Linked DNA regions of Mus musculus: region 1 is linked to region 2. Evidence: chromatin contacts called from public HiChIP or PLAC-seq data. All regions are on one chromosome and are shown on one strand. The core of a region is the stretch at or near the end of the contact, and the rest is flanking DNA. Distances in the headings are between cores, read along the strand shown. Region 1 overlaps Gm32845 (a long non-coding RNA gene). Region 2 overlaps B4galt5 (UDP-Gal:betaGlcNAc beta 1,4-galactosyltransferase, polypeptide 5).

Region 1 (7,094 bases), core at 2,009-4,508, 550 kb after region 2:
GACAAGGAAGGACATGGAAGCTGATCTAGGGCCTCTAAGAAACAAACACTTCAGGCAGAGGGACTAGTCCTTGCAGAGACCTTGAGGGGGCCGAGAACAAGGTCAGGGACAGGAATTCTGGGAGGAAGAGCTCTGGCCAAGCCGAGACTGAGGCTGGGTCCTGAGGGAGACGGATTGAAGGGAGACGTAGTTAGAGTTTCATCCCCGATTCCTGGTCAGGGTCTGCAGTGGATCCAGGACAAGCAGGGGCAGTGTTCATTGTCCTGTTTATAGCTCACAGGGGACATGCACCTTTCTGTGACTTGGAGATCCCTGGCACTGTATCCAGACCTCCAACCAAACTGCTGCTCTCTCAGATGGGCAACTGGGGCCCAAGAAGAGAACACCTCTCTCTCTCCAGGGTCTCACCTCTAGAATGCAGTGGAAATGGATCTGAGGCCCAGGTCTTTACCTCATTGAATTGAAGATGAGAAACAGGGAAAGAAAGAAAAGGAGGAGAGGAGAGGAGAAGGGAGGAGAGGGGAGAGGAAGGGAGGAGAAGAGGAGATTAGAAGAGGGGAGGAGACAATGGGAGGGGAGAGGGAGAGAGGAGGGGAAGGGAGGTGGAGATGGAAGTGGGGAAATGGGAGAGAGGAACACACAGGAGCCAGGCTGCACAGGCACTTCCTCTCACCCACAGGACATCTCCGGTCCATCTCAGCCACCGTCACAGATTAAAGTATTTCCCATAGAAACTCCATTTCTACTTCCGTTTAAACACGGGGCCCGGTGCCAGGCCATTAAGGGTTGGATCGGAAGTGTCCCCGAGAGCTTTGTTTTGAATACTTGAGCACCCCACGGGTGTTCTGAATTCTTATTTCCCAGCTGGCTTAACTGAGAAAATGCCTCCATATGATTGGCCTGCAGGCAAGTCTGTGGGGGCTTTTTTTTTCTTTTTAATTAGTGATTGATGTGGGAGGGTCCAGCCCACTGTGGGTGGCACCACCCCTGGGCAGGTGGGTCTGGGTTGGATAAAAAGGCAAACTGAGCAAGCTATGGGGAGCAGGCCAGTAAGAGGCGCTCCTCCATGGCCTCTGCTCAGTTCCTGCCTCCAGGTTCCTGGCCTGAGTTCCCGCAGGGATGGACTATGATCTGAGCGCTGAAACAAACCCTTTCCTCCTCAAGTTGCTCTTGCTTATGGTGTTTATCGCCGCCATAGAAACCTGACTGGACACAGACAAATCCCCAGAGCTCCCTGGCAGGCCAACCCATAGCCAAGTGGGTTTAGTGAGAGTCGCTATCTCAAAAACTAAGGTGGAGAAAGATAGAGGAACACACCCACATGTGGACCTTTGACCTCCACATGCACATACACGTGCACACACATGCCCCTGCGAACACACACACACACACACACACACACACACACACACACACACATGCACACACAGAATAATCCATGAAAAACAAGACAATTCCCTTTCCCTCTTTCCTCATAGTCCTTGCTGATTGTCACCCAGTGGGCTGAACCTCATGTCACACTAGAGGTCCTGCGTCTGAACACCTGTGGAGCTGTCAACATTATAGGACATTATAGGATACAGAGCCAGCTGCTACAGAGACTGAGAGAGGATCAGAAGTTAAAGGCTAGCCTGGTCAACTAACGAGACCCAATCTTAAAAGGGGGGACAAAAGAACCCTCATGTGGTAGATAATGGGGTGGGAGCATCAGGGGTAGGAGGTCTGGGAGGACACTCTGGCCAGGATGAAGCTGGGAAGCTAGGTCCTGGGAGGGGGGACACTTTGGTTGTAGAGGGCTTGTCTAGCAGTCACAAGGCCCAAGGTACAGCCACTAGTAAAGGTAAGGAGAGAAAGAGAGAGAGAGAGAGAGAGAGAGAGAGAGAGAGAGAGAGAGAACTAGAAAGGAGGGGAGAGCCAAGCAGGGGAGGAGAAGAAGAAGGAGACAGGATACAGCTGGATTTGACTTACAGATTAACAAGAAATGACTTCTTTGTCTATGTGCCCAAACAATGCTTGTGACTGACTCAGCCTGTTTTCTCTGGGGATCTGGTCCTGCATAGACAGAGACACACTAGAGCGTGTAAGTCTATGCTCAGCAACTCATCTAGGGGTGCTGCGTGCAAATCCCTCAGGAACCAGCCCTGGAGTCCAGGTCTTCCATACCAGCTGCATCACCAGGGCTAGCGAACAGTCTTCTCTGGGCTTCACACTTAGATGTCCATCTTAGATAGTGACAAGTGGCAGACTTGGGGAGCTCTGGGCAGAGCCTGGAGCTGTGTGTCTGATGAAGGGAAGAGCTTGCCAGTCATCTCCTGCGACCTGGCTCTAGCCAGTGAGACCACAAGAAGCCCTTCTGGGATTCATACTCTGAGAAGACCATGTCTCTTAAGGGCCAGGCAGTACTGTCCCCAATCTTCATTTTTGCCTTAGGCATCATAAGAATGTAGTGTTAGAATCTAGTGTGAGAGTCCAGCCTGGACACACCTGCAGTGGCTCCTCCCATTTCACAGACACCCACTGAGGCACTGTCTGGGAGTCAGTCCCTAGCCAGCAGACACCCCAGGGCCAGGACTTCCACCTGGGAAGTGAGTTTACATCAAGGGTATTGGTGTCCACGCATGAACTTGCACCCCATCCCTTGCCTCCTGTCTAGGAATCAGAGAACCTGGCTGTGGGCTTGTGCCAGATACAGAAATTTGACTGTCTCCCAGCAACCATGGTGGGGAATGGCACATCCACATCTGACCATTGCAAAATATTAAAGCAAATCCACCCTGGGCCCAATGTCATGGGCCATCCAGGATGACACTGCCTCCCTGGGGGACACTTGGTAGTGATGGAGTGTTCACTGACGGCCCTATTTAGGAAAGGACACCAGGACAAATATGCCTCTTCCTGTGCCCAGAACAGCGGAGAAAGATCGGGCCCAGCCTGCCAACAGGGTTGTGTCTGGCAGTGTCTGTGACCCTAGGGAGGCAGGGAGTCTGCTGGGCTCTAGGAGAAGTGTGACCCCCCCACCCATGCTAGGAAGTCTTTTACTTGCCCTCTGTCCCCTCAGCCACGTTTCCATCTGGGGACCGCCTACCTTGCCCATCTCTGAAGTAAACAGCCACATCCGCCCATCCCAAGGTGGTATAGGACACACTTCCAGGATGTCATACTCTGTCTGTCCCCCAGCCAGGCCCGTTTCCATGTGGTGGGTGCATTGCACAGTACCATCCGCCCCCAGGCGGTTCCAGCTGGAAGCCAGACAGGCCTTTTGCTCCTGGAATGCGGGACCCACGCCAAGCTGTGGAGAGGGCCGGCTGATAACGGAGTGCTGACCACTGCAGACTGCTTCCTAGAGAAATGCCTTCACCTCTTCTGCCCAAGTTCCCAGGATGTGGCAAGCCCCAAGATTCCTGGGTCAGTGGGGCAAATTTCCAGAATCTTCCATCCCAGCCTCACATATTCCCAAGAAAGTGTAACAAAAGCTTCCTGGCTGGGGAGTTCTGGGAGTCGATTAAAAAATGCAAGAGGGTATGCTGGCCACACTAAAGTGCTCTTTCTCTCTGGGTCCTCTTCTTGAGGGAAAATTGTTTGTTTACCCAGGGATGGTTATGCCCGCAGCCGTGGCTGCTCTATCCCTCCACCCACCAGCCCTGTGCCAGCACCTCATGGCCGTCAGTCACCAGCACATCTGTCTCTTTGCTCTGAGGGCCACACAAGACACACAGGAAGTGACTGAGCATCTGTGCCTTCAACAGCCATCTTCCTCACATTAATGAGCTGGGCAGGAGCTCACTACATCTCTCTGTCCCTCTTCCCGATATGACCACACTGAATAAGGCTCTTTTTCTATTTTCTACTTTAAAACTGGCTGAGACCGGTGGCTGAACCTAAGTTGAGGCAAAGGTTGTGAGCCCCAAGTTCGGTAATACCTAGGGGTTTGATGGAGCCTGGGTCTGTCCCATCCAGTCCCTGCTGCCTGGTGAGAATGTCTTGGAGGTTGTTTTGTGTTGTGTACGGGGACCAGGAACTCTCTGTGGGATTCAGTGGCCACTGGGCAGTGCCAGCTCTAGAATGGCCCTGCGAGGGCTGCCTTCCCCCATTAGCCTCGTGTCCCCATCCTTAACTTTCTGGTGACAGCCTCAGTCCCAGGTTGAGACCCAGGATTTTGTAGGTCAGATAGATGTGGCTGTCCCCACCCCATCCCCAAATGCCCAGGACTCAGAAGTTGGACAACACCAGACTTCAGGGAGACACTGGGCCCTGTGTTGAAGCCTCTACACCGCCCTGCCCTCTGTTCTCAAGAATCTACATCAGCGGTTCTCAACCTTCCTAATGCCGCGACCCTTTAACACAGTTCCTCATGTGGTGGTGACCCCCCACCATAACATTATTCTTGTTGCTACTTCATAACTGTAATTTTGCTACTGGTATGAATCATAAAGCAAATACCTGTATTTTTTTGATGGTCTTAGATGGCCCTTGTGAAGGAATCATTCACCTTTCAAAAGGGTCCCGGGACCACAGGACAAGAGCCACCCCCCTTATATGAGCTGTCTCCTGAGCTCCAGACCCCACTCACAGCTTCCCCAGGGCTTTGTGTTTCCTCCTCCAATCTGCTACCCAGGGCCCTGTGTGTTCAGACATCTCCCTGGGTGCCTGTTGCCCATCCCCGGCTGGGCATTCCCTCACTGTCCTTCCCCTGTGTGCATTGAATAGCACAAATCAGTAGGAAGCCAACGTGCTGCTGAACGATCTTGGGCTAAGAGCTAGGGTAGGGGGATGAGCTATTACTTTCGAACCCTGAACAAAACCTAGAGCAATCCCGGCTTCTATGGGCGTGTTGGAAAGTCCATGACATGTCTAAGCAGTAGGAAAGACTAGGGGCTGATTAGGACGCCTTGCTGGGACCCAGCTGTGCCTTGGTACTCAGGGAAGCCTTCCCTGAGGAGGTTATGCTGCAGCTGACGTATGAGAAGAGATGGAGAGAGATGGGAAGAAGAGATGGGAGACGAGGGACCTCGCGTGCCAGTACCAGAGGGGTTTCGAGAGGATGCAGCAGGGGGTGAAGGGGGGCAAGCCAGTCTGACCCCAGGCGCTCCTCACTCATTTTGGACCTACTGTGTGCTGGGCTCACAGGCAGCTTGCTGTCCCATGGAGCCCCAGCTAGAGGGTAGGACAGTTGCCAAGCAGAGAGGGAACAGATGTTGATGCCCAAAGACTGACAAGCATCAGCATATCTCTGCCGACTGGAACTGCACACAGCTGGCTCCCCAAGAACCGAGGTAAATGCTGTGTGGAGATACACATTCAACACACAAATGCACATACACGTACATATACACATGCATGCGTGTACACACACAGCATAAGCATTGCATGCATGTGTGCATATATACATGCACGCACATGTGTGCACATGCACACAAACACACACAAAAATGAATAATTCCTTGAACTGCATACAAGACAGGTATGAAGGAGCCAGGTGTATCAACTCAACGCCTTGGAGGCCGAGGTAGAAGGGTTGTGAGCTTGGGACCAGCCTGGGCCTGGCTCTCCAAAATCAAATTTCCCTGTCCTGTGATCCTGTTGGTCACCCTCCATGCTGAGGTCACCTTCCACGCAGGCAGAGTGGTAGTCTCCCGGAAGCAAGGAGCTGGGCTAGGCCATGTCACTCACATGAATATTCCCTACCCCTATAACCTCTTTCTCCTTTGCCCAGAGCCTGGCAGGCACAAGGCTCTAGTGGGCTCTGTGTAAAGGATCAACACGTGTCAACCCCTCTGTCCACCCAACCCCTTCTCCAGCCTCTAGACCTCAGCACACACCTCTCCATCCCAACTCTCTGGGATGATCCCTGGGGACACTGTCCCCTCCCCCATGCAGCCTTTCCAGTTGTCTGGCCCTGCCTGTCCCATGCAAGTGTCTGTGACCAACACCTCCTCGGGGACCGCTTCCTCCTGCTCTATTACTCCCAGAAGCTGGAGTCAGGGGCAGCGCAGCACCAAGGAGCCTGAGGTCCTCCTGACTCCCCAGAGAAGCCCAGCTCTGCTTCCAACTCTGGTTCCTAGCCCCTTCTTAAGTGCAACCGAGACCTTGCCACAGTCGCACAGGGGCTGAGAGGCAGTGGCTGCTGGTGTTGCCCCCAGGGCCGTGAGGGACGGGGGGGAGGCACTACATCCTAGAAGTCAGCTGATAATGAGGGCTGGAGAATGGAGGGTCTGGGGAACAGCCAGGTCTGAGCAGGAACCACAAAGGAGCAGGAGAAATGGCTGCTCTGGCTAGGAGGAGACGGGGAACTGAAGAGCTCCCACCTCAAGAGGCACTGTCTGTGGCCTTCCATGACACCTGGGGTCAGAGCCATAGGTGGCTTTAGAAACTGGACAGGAAAGGCAGCTGAGTGGATGGGGCTGACAGTGGGGACAGGTGGGAATAGGAGGAGTGAGAGCCTGGGGTGTCCCGACCTTTCTGTCCAGGACCCACAGCAGTTCGACAAGGGTGTCCCAGTTCCCAACAGGCACAAGACATCTACTTTCTGCACATGTGTCACTTTTAAAATTATGTGTGTGTGTGTGTGTGTGTGTGTGTGTGTGTGTGTGTGTGTACACATGTGAGCACAGGCGTGTGGTTTTGTTTGTTTAACCTTTGAAAAATCGATGCACGAATCTGAACAGAGGCTACAAGTGTGACAGTCACATCACAGAGGTTTGGGAATGATGCTGCTCATCCCCCAGTCCAGGTTATACCGCCAAAAACAAACAAACAAACAAACAAAAAACAAAACAAAAAAAACCAAAAAAACAAACAAACAAAAAAAAAACCCCAAAAAAACAAAAAAAAACAAAACAAAAAACAAAAAAAAAAAAAAAACGAAACGGTGATTTACTGAGTAACCTCCAGTAGGCACACTGAAATATACCAAACCCACTATCCACCCAACAATATCTGGCTCTTAATTTACCCTCTTGGCCTCACCCTAGCCATGCAAGCTTCCCCAGCCTCTCAGGGAAACAAATTGTTAAATTCATCAAGCGCCTACTATGTGCTGACCTCTGGGAAACAGTTGTCACTGAAGGTAAACTAGTCTGGGCCCGATCTCCTGC
Region 2 (6,650 bases), core at 1,467-3,966:
TCCCTCATAAGTAATACATTTCACTAAAAATTTCAATTGTCTTGCAACGTGTTATACTAATAGTTTGTGAATACTGTCTCCTGAATGAGTCCTATCATTTGACTAAGAAGTTCATGTATACACACACTCACTAAAGCTCTTCTGTTTAACCACAGGAATATGCCTAACCCTGAAAAAAATAAAAGAACAAGAAGGCAAATATTGCCAAACAAAGAGAAACAGTCACAGATCCAGACTCAGCCTGCCTAGGACCAGCACCATCTAACAAACACCATGCAGAAAGAATGATTTCCAAGAACTCAGGCAATCTGCAGTACACTGCCATCTGCAAAGAAAATTCCACTTTGGACTGGGTCCAAAATGTTCCCCAGTGATGTTCGACAAAATTTTTTACTCAACTTTCCCAGCCCCTCCAGACAACCCCACTTCCATGTGTGTCCCTCCTACATTGTCTTAACCTCCAACTCGGCTGTGCTAAGGACAGCCTCAGCTGTCCACAATGACAACACTGATGCCCATGCTGACAGTCCAGGTGCAAAGAGCAAGCTGTTCATCTGCTACCCAAAAACTGCCAACTGCAGCCCCGCCCCCCATCAGAAGGCTCCACAGCAGACAGCTCAAGGCTCCTGCTACTCCCCAAACCAGCACCTGGCCCTGCCATGTCACCAGAAACATCAACAGACTCTCTACAGAATCAGCTGGCAGAAAATCTGTTTAGGGTATTTCTGGTAATAAACCCACCAGTCCTTGGCTAGAGTCACTAGAGACCTGCTAACTATGGGTAGAGAGCAGCCATACATAGTGTATTACTAATTCATACTAAGCTTGCTGGAGGCAAAATCCCCTTAATATTATTAGAGAAGCTGCTAAGTGCCCTCCTGTCAAACACCAAGTGACTGGCAGTGACAGATTGTACAGGACCCTATAAGTATCGCACCCTTCTGTTATATGCACAAGTCACCAAGATGAACTGCATACAGAAACTTTTAAGTCATGACTAAACTTAGTCATGCAAGCCAATGTCCAGCCAGATGTGGGGCGCACACCTTTAGTCCCAGCACTTGGGAGGCAGAGGCAAGCGGATTTCTGAGTTCGAGGCCAGCCTGGTCTACAGAGTGAGTTCCAGGACAGCAAGGGCTATACAGAGAAACCCTGTCTCGAAAAACAAACAAACAAACAAACAAACAAACAAACAAGCCAATGTCCAAGCAGACACACGGACCTCCAGTCTGAACCCCTACGTCGCCCACCGACTTTATGAGAAGATATTGTCTTAACCCTCTTTCCATACCAGTGAACACGTTTTGTTTCAAATGACTTTTAGAGTGTTAGCCATGTGGTTAGTGAAGTCAGAATCTCGGAACTACAAAGCCCAGTGCTCCAGGACATAGAGTGACTTTACACTGACAAGCAGTACTTCCCACCACCGTGGTTCTGATCAACGCTGGTTGAACTGCAGTTAAAAGCCAATTTTAGCTTGAAAGCCAACTGTGAGGTGCCCAGCCCAGTCAGCAAATGCCTCCCACAGACTTTAGCCTTCTCTTGTAGAAGCGGGAGAAAGCATGGGGTTGGGGGAGGCTGAGACAGCACAGAGCAGGCATCAGTTAAGGAAGGCTGTCCAGTGTGGGATGCTAAAGTGACACTTTGCACAGATCAGTCTTGCTGATGGATGACACTAATTATTACCCGGCCCCATGCCTACACTGAGGAATCTCTTATAACCATGACACAGATAAGAAAAATAAACTCTTCCTCGAAGCTGTGGCTTACTCGGAGCATTTCCAGGCACAGAGCTGGCGTCTCCTCTTTCCTCCTGAGTTCTAATCCACCTGCAGTTGTCTCTTGCACACACAGAAAAAAAAATCCCTAACAAAACTACCAGATTGGGAAGAAAATAACGGGACATAATGAAGCCAAGAGGCAAAGAGAGATCAAGAGCAAACCCAGGCAGGAGTCTTTACTGTAGACCTGTGCACTGGTTAGTGTGCCTAGGGAGCAAGGCACAGCACAGTGGGAGCTGTCTCGGGTGTGAGCACCATGCTGAAAGCCATGGCCTTGAAGGAAGTGTCCAGGACTAGACCTCAGCGGGCCAACTAATCAATACTCAGAACAAATAAATCCCCACCCTGCAAAACACCAAGGTTCCATCCAAAGCCAACCCTGGGACCTGCTCCTTCCTGCAAAGCTGCGACAGGAAGAGCCTGTACTGCACAGTGAGTTCTGACCATTCCTGCAGAAGCAAGACAATGTTCTGCAGTTCAACCTGGTCCTCGCAGCAATAAGGCTCAGTCTTGGTCTGTGTGATGGGTAAATGGGTTAAAAATCTGTAACCTGTTTGATCTTCAAGACCTACACTCTGGAAGGCACCCGGGGTGATGTCTCTGTCACATGGGTATCACAGAGGACCAAGGCTCACATGTCGAAAGACAGTAATGTGTCACCAGTGTGTGGAATACTTTCAAAGTGCTCTGACATCTATGACTAACATCAGCTGTGTTTCTGAATAACTGAATCCCACCCTAAGCACCAGAGGTTACAGAGTCCCAGCTCTCCCTCGGCTGTCAGGGAAGACGAACTCACTGATTCTGCTTCTCCTGGCTTCCTATGGGGTCAGTGTACTTCCTGCTTCCTGCCGCACTGCTGAGTTTCCTAACGCCTGTGTGTGAGACCTCTGAGGTCACTGACTTGCAGGCTATTTGTTGCCTTTGAGTCACAGAAGCAGGAACAGAGGTCTGCCTAGGTCATCTGACCTGGCAAAGCCAGGTTTCACAGCTGGGCTGTCTCTGCAGTCCAGTTTCCCAAGTGCCCCAAACCATCCTCGTGTTATTCTCTGATATGATCTTTTTACTGTCAGGGTCACATGCTCAACTGATTCCCAGTATTCTTCAGTGCCAGGCACCAACACAATATGCCAGGAGCCATTCCGAGCACCTTCAGAGATTTACAGTTTTAAAAACTTGATGCTCAAATGAGAGTCATCGACTTAAACATTTCAAATTTCCTCACTGCACACACTGAGACAGCATAGCGACAGGTTATGACAAACATGAGTTTCTTTTTAAACAGAAGCTATAAAGCTAGAGAAAGATGGCTCAGGAGTTAGCATTCACTGAACAATCATAAGAACCAGAATTCAGATCCCAGCATCCACGCAATGAACCTGGCACTCCAGCTCCAAGGTGTGCATAGACAGGGGATCCCTGGGGCTTGCTGGCTTTGAGTCTAGCTGAGGAAACTCAAACTCTAGGTCCCTGGAGAAGAATCTGCTTCAGAGGCACAGGGGAGCACACACGGGCACACATGGGCACAGGGGAGCACACACGGGCACACACGGGCACAGGGGAGCACACACGGGCACACACGGGCACACACGGGCACAGGGGAGCACACACGGGCACACACGGGCACAGGGGAGCACACACAGGCACACCTGCACTCAAACACAGACACTTATTTTAGTATATGAGTACACTGTAGCTGTCTTCAGACACACCAAAAGAGGGCATCGGATCCCATTACAGATGGTTGTGAGCGACTATGTGGTTGCTGGGAATTGAACTCAGATCCTCCGAAAAAGGAGTCAGTGCTTTTAACTGCTGAGCCATCCCTCCAGCCCCAACAAATAAATCTTTAAAAAAAAAAAAAGTTATAAAAAGCAAGTGTGGTGGTTCAGGGCTGTAATCTCAGCAGAGACCTGAGTCAAGAGGATTGGGAATTCAAGGGTGTCATCATCTTTATAAGTGTTTGAGGCTAGCCTGGGCTACATGGGACCCTGGTTTGTTTTGTTTTTGTTTGTTTTAAAGCCATTCCTGGTAATCCATACCTTTAATCCCAGCTCTCGGGAGGCAGAGGAAGGCCACCTAAGGTTACATAGTGAGACCCCATATCAAAAACAGGTAAACAAACCAAGAAAAAGATTGATTTCTAGAAAGCAAAAATAAAAAGCTACATCTCTTTCCTCTAAAATGCAAGGAGACTTTTGGCTGCAGAATTTGCACGCACACATTATCACATCCTTTAAATGCTTTGGAGCAACAGAAAGTGTTTAAGGAAACTGGAAGTGGAATCACACAGGCCAAAGGGCGAACACAGGCTTTCATTTCAAGCTAACTGGGGAGAAACTGCCTGTTGCTCCCCAAGGCCTTCTGATCCCAGACACAAAAGCCACTTAGTTTATCGCAGGTTGTTTCCAGTCAACTTATTTCCAAATATTAGAAAATAAAATAATTAACAGCTATGCAGTGTCTTGCAAACAATCCTACAAACTTGCCAATCATTCATTTATTTATTTATTTATTTATTTATTTATTTATGTTTTTCAAGACAGGGTTTCTCTGTGTAGCCCTGGCTGTCCTGGAACTCACTTTGTAGACCAGGCTGGCCTCGAACTCAGAAATCCACCTGCCTCTGCCTCCCAAGTGCTGGGATTATAGGTGTGCGCCACCACTGCCCAGCTGCCAATCTTTTATTAAATGGCACCTGATTAGATGTGAGCATATCTGAACCCAGCTCATGGGCAGCGCAGGACAGGCAGGTAAGCCACAGCTCCCATGCTTGCCCACGCTGTTTATGAGAACAAGTTCTCTGCACATCTATATAGGTAGGAATATAAATTCTAACTGCAACTAAGAATGTTTAATTCGGAACAGCATGACACTGACCAAGCCTCACAAGTCTCCATACCAGGAACATCCCCACAGACAGTTCAGCAGAGATGCTCAAGCCTCACACCACACGCCCTGGAACCCTGGGCCAGAAGAAACTGCACACAGCCCTCAGATACTGTTAGCACCACACGTGTGTTGGTCAGCACCCATGGTGCCCTGGAAATAAATAGGAAAAGATACTGTGGGAGGTGCAGTCACCTGCAAGGCTCTGTGTGTCTGGTTTCTTGTCCACTCTCTCTCTCTCTCTCCCACAGCCTTGGTCTGTCCTGTGGTATCGGGCTCCTGCTGCTGCCTGTTCAAATGTCCTTACCTTTCCGGATGCCCTTCCATCCCATGGCTGGATCTGCTCACTCCTGTCTCTGACCTTCCCAGCTGACAGACCGACCCTGACCCTGCCTGCTTCGCGCAGAGGCATCTTGCTTGCCCGTGAGTAAGTTGCAGCCTGCCACATTGCACGTGTGCTGCGATGGGCACTGCCACTGCCAGACCTGAATGACCTCAGCTTTACAAAAGCCAACAAGGGATGCCACATTCTCAAGTGACCCCTTCAAGTCATCCTCCTTGTCCTGAAGCCCAGAAGAGCTTCCCAGAACCAGAACCATCTATAAAAATTGTAACTCGCCGGTCGGAGGTGGCGCACGCCTTTAATCCCAGCACTCGGGAGGCAGAGGCAAGCGGATTTCTGAGTTTGAGGCCAGCCTGGTCTACAAAGTGAGTTTCAGGACAGCCAGGGCTGTACAGAGAGACCCTGTCTCGAAAAACCAAAAAACAAAACCAAAAAACCGTAACTCAGTAATGACAAAGGTTCTAGCATCCCTGTCTGGAGAGCCGCAATTTCACCACATAAATAGCAGACGAGAGTAGTCTTGGCACTTGGGATGTACCAGAAAGTTAAGGCTACTGTGTGGGACCCTGTCTCAAAACAAAACAAAACAAAACAAAACAAAACAAAACAAAACAAAACAAAACTTCCTAAGGGAACTGGTGCAGGCACAGAGAAGTCTAGGCTGAGGTGACTCGGCAGCCCAGCACATTCATCCTGGACAGCTTAAACACCGGCGCGGGGCCGGTGAGATGGCTCAGTGTGTGAGGCTGTTTGCTGCCAGCCTGCCACCGAGCTGTGTCTCTGGGACCCACATGACCTTCATGTATGTGCCATGGTAGCCACACATCCTCAGATACAAGAACACACAAACAAAATGACAAATGTAATTTAAAATTAAAATGCAACTTCTATACAAACGAGACTGGTAGAGGGAGTTCGGAGTCAAAGATGCTCTGCAGCATGCTGGTCTCTGCTGCACAGGTCACTGCACCTTTATAGAGGAAAGATAAGGAAATCTATCCATCCATCTTTCCTTTCCTTTCCTTTCCTTTCCTTTCCTTTCCTTTCCTTTCCTTTCCTTTCCTTTCCTTTCCTTTCTTAGGCAGGGTCTCACTATGGAGATTTGGATTGCCTGGAACTCTCTATTTAGACCTGGCTAGCCTCAGACTCACAGAGCTCTCCCTGCCTTTGTCTTCACTGTGGGGATTAAAGGAATGTGCCACCTCACCAGGCTACTAAGAGAGTTGTTTTTTGTTTGTAATTTATTTTCTTTCTCTCTCTGTTACAATAAAACATTTTCCCAACCCTATGGAAAGCTGCTGTATAATAAAGGCTTCTGTGCCAACTTTCACCAATTTTTCTGTCCTCTGGCCTACAGACCAAGTCAAATAAATTTATTATTTCTCTTAGGTGATACATCCCCCTGCAACCCAGGCTGGCCTTAAACTTGTCTCTTCCTGCATCAGCTTCCCATTAAGGTTCCAAGCATCCTCTTCACTCAGCTTCTGCACTGACCTCTTTCAGAAGGCCACCCGTCCCTATCTGTGTCTAGTGAGGATGATTCTATAATCGTATTACTGTTAGCCTGGAGGATCCTAACAGATTAATGGGGTTATCTGTTCTTTGAGAATTTCAGTTTCTAAGATGGCATCATCCCA

The links. HiChIP or PLAC-seq counts read pairs in DNA pulled down with a chosen protein or histone mark.
Region 1: a contact with region 2 is called in an HNF4G HiChIP or PLAC-seq map of pancreatic cancer cells. The contact joins two enhancer-like sites. A contact is called at or near these places in 2 of 115 datasets of contacts at active chromatin or transcription factors (microglia and pancreatic cancer cells).

Annotation. Positions count from the first base shown.
Region 1 is chr2:167,863,708-167,870,801 of GRCm38.p6, forward strand. It overlaps Gm32845 (a long non-coding RNA gene), which reads left to right. Exons shown (of 8, transcript XR_375289.3): 8 at 3,178-4,274. The region is part of intron 1 of Gm33033 (a long non-coding RNA gene); the gene reads right to left. Among named protein-coding and RNA genes, the nearest start is that of Gm32928, 5.8 kb to the right of the region's middle. Within about 2 kb of position 3,259, at least 68 of the 459 cell types and tissues checked have an H3K27ac peak or open chromatin away from gene starts, as enhancers often do. A contact at or near this core is called in pancreatic cancer cells, where this site is marked.
Region 2 is chr2:167,316,510-167,323,159 of GRCm38.p6, forward strand. The region is part of intron 1 of B4galt5 (UDP-Gal:betaGlcNAc beta 1,4-galactosyltransferase, polypeptide 5); the gene reads right to left. Among named protein-coding and RNA genes, the nearest start is that of B4galt5, 29 kb to the right of the region's middle. Within about 2 kb of position 2,717, at least 128 of the 459 cell types and tissues checked have an H3K27ac peak or open chromatin away from gene starts, as enhancers often do. A contact at or near this core is called in pancreatic cancer cells, where this site is marked.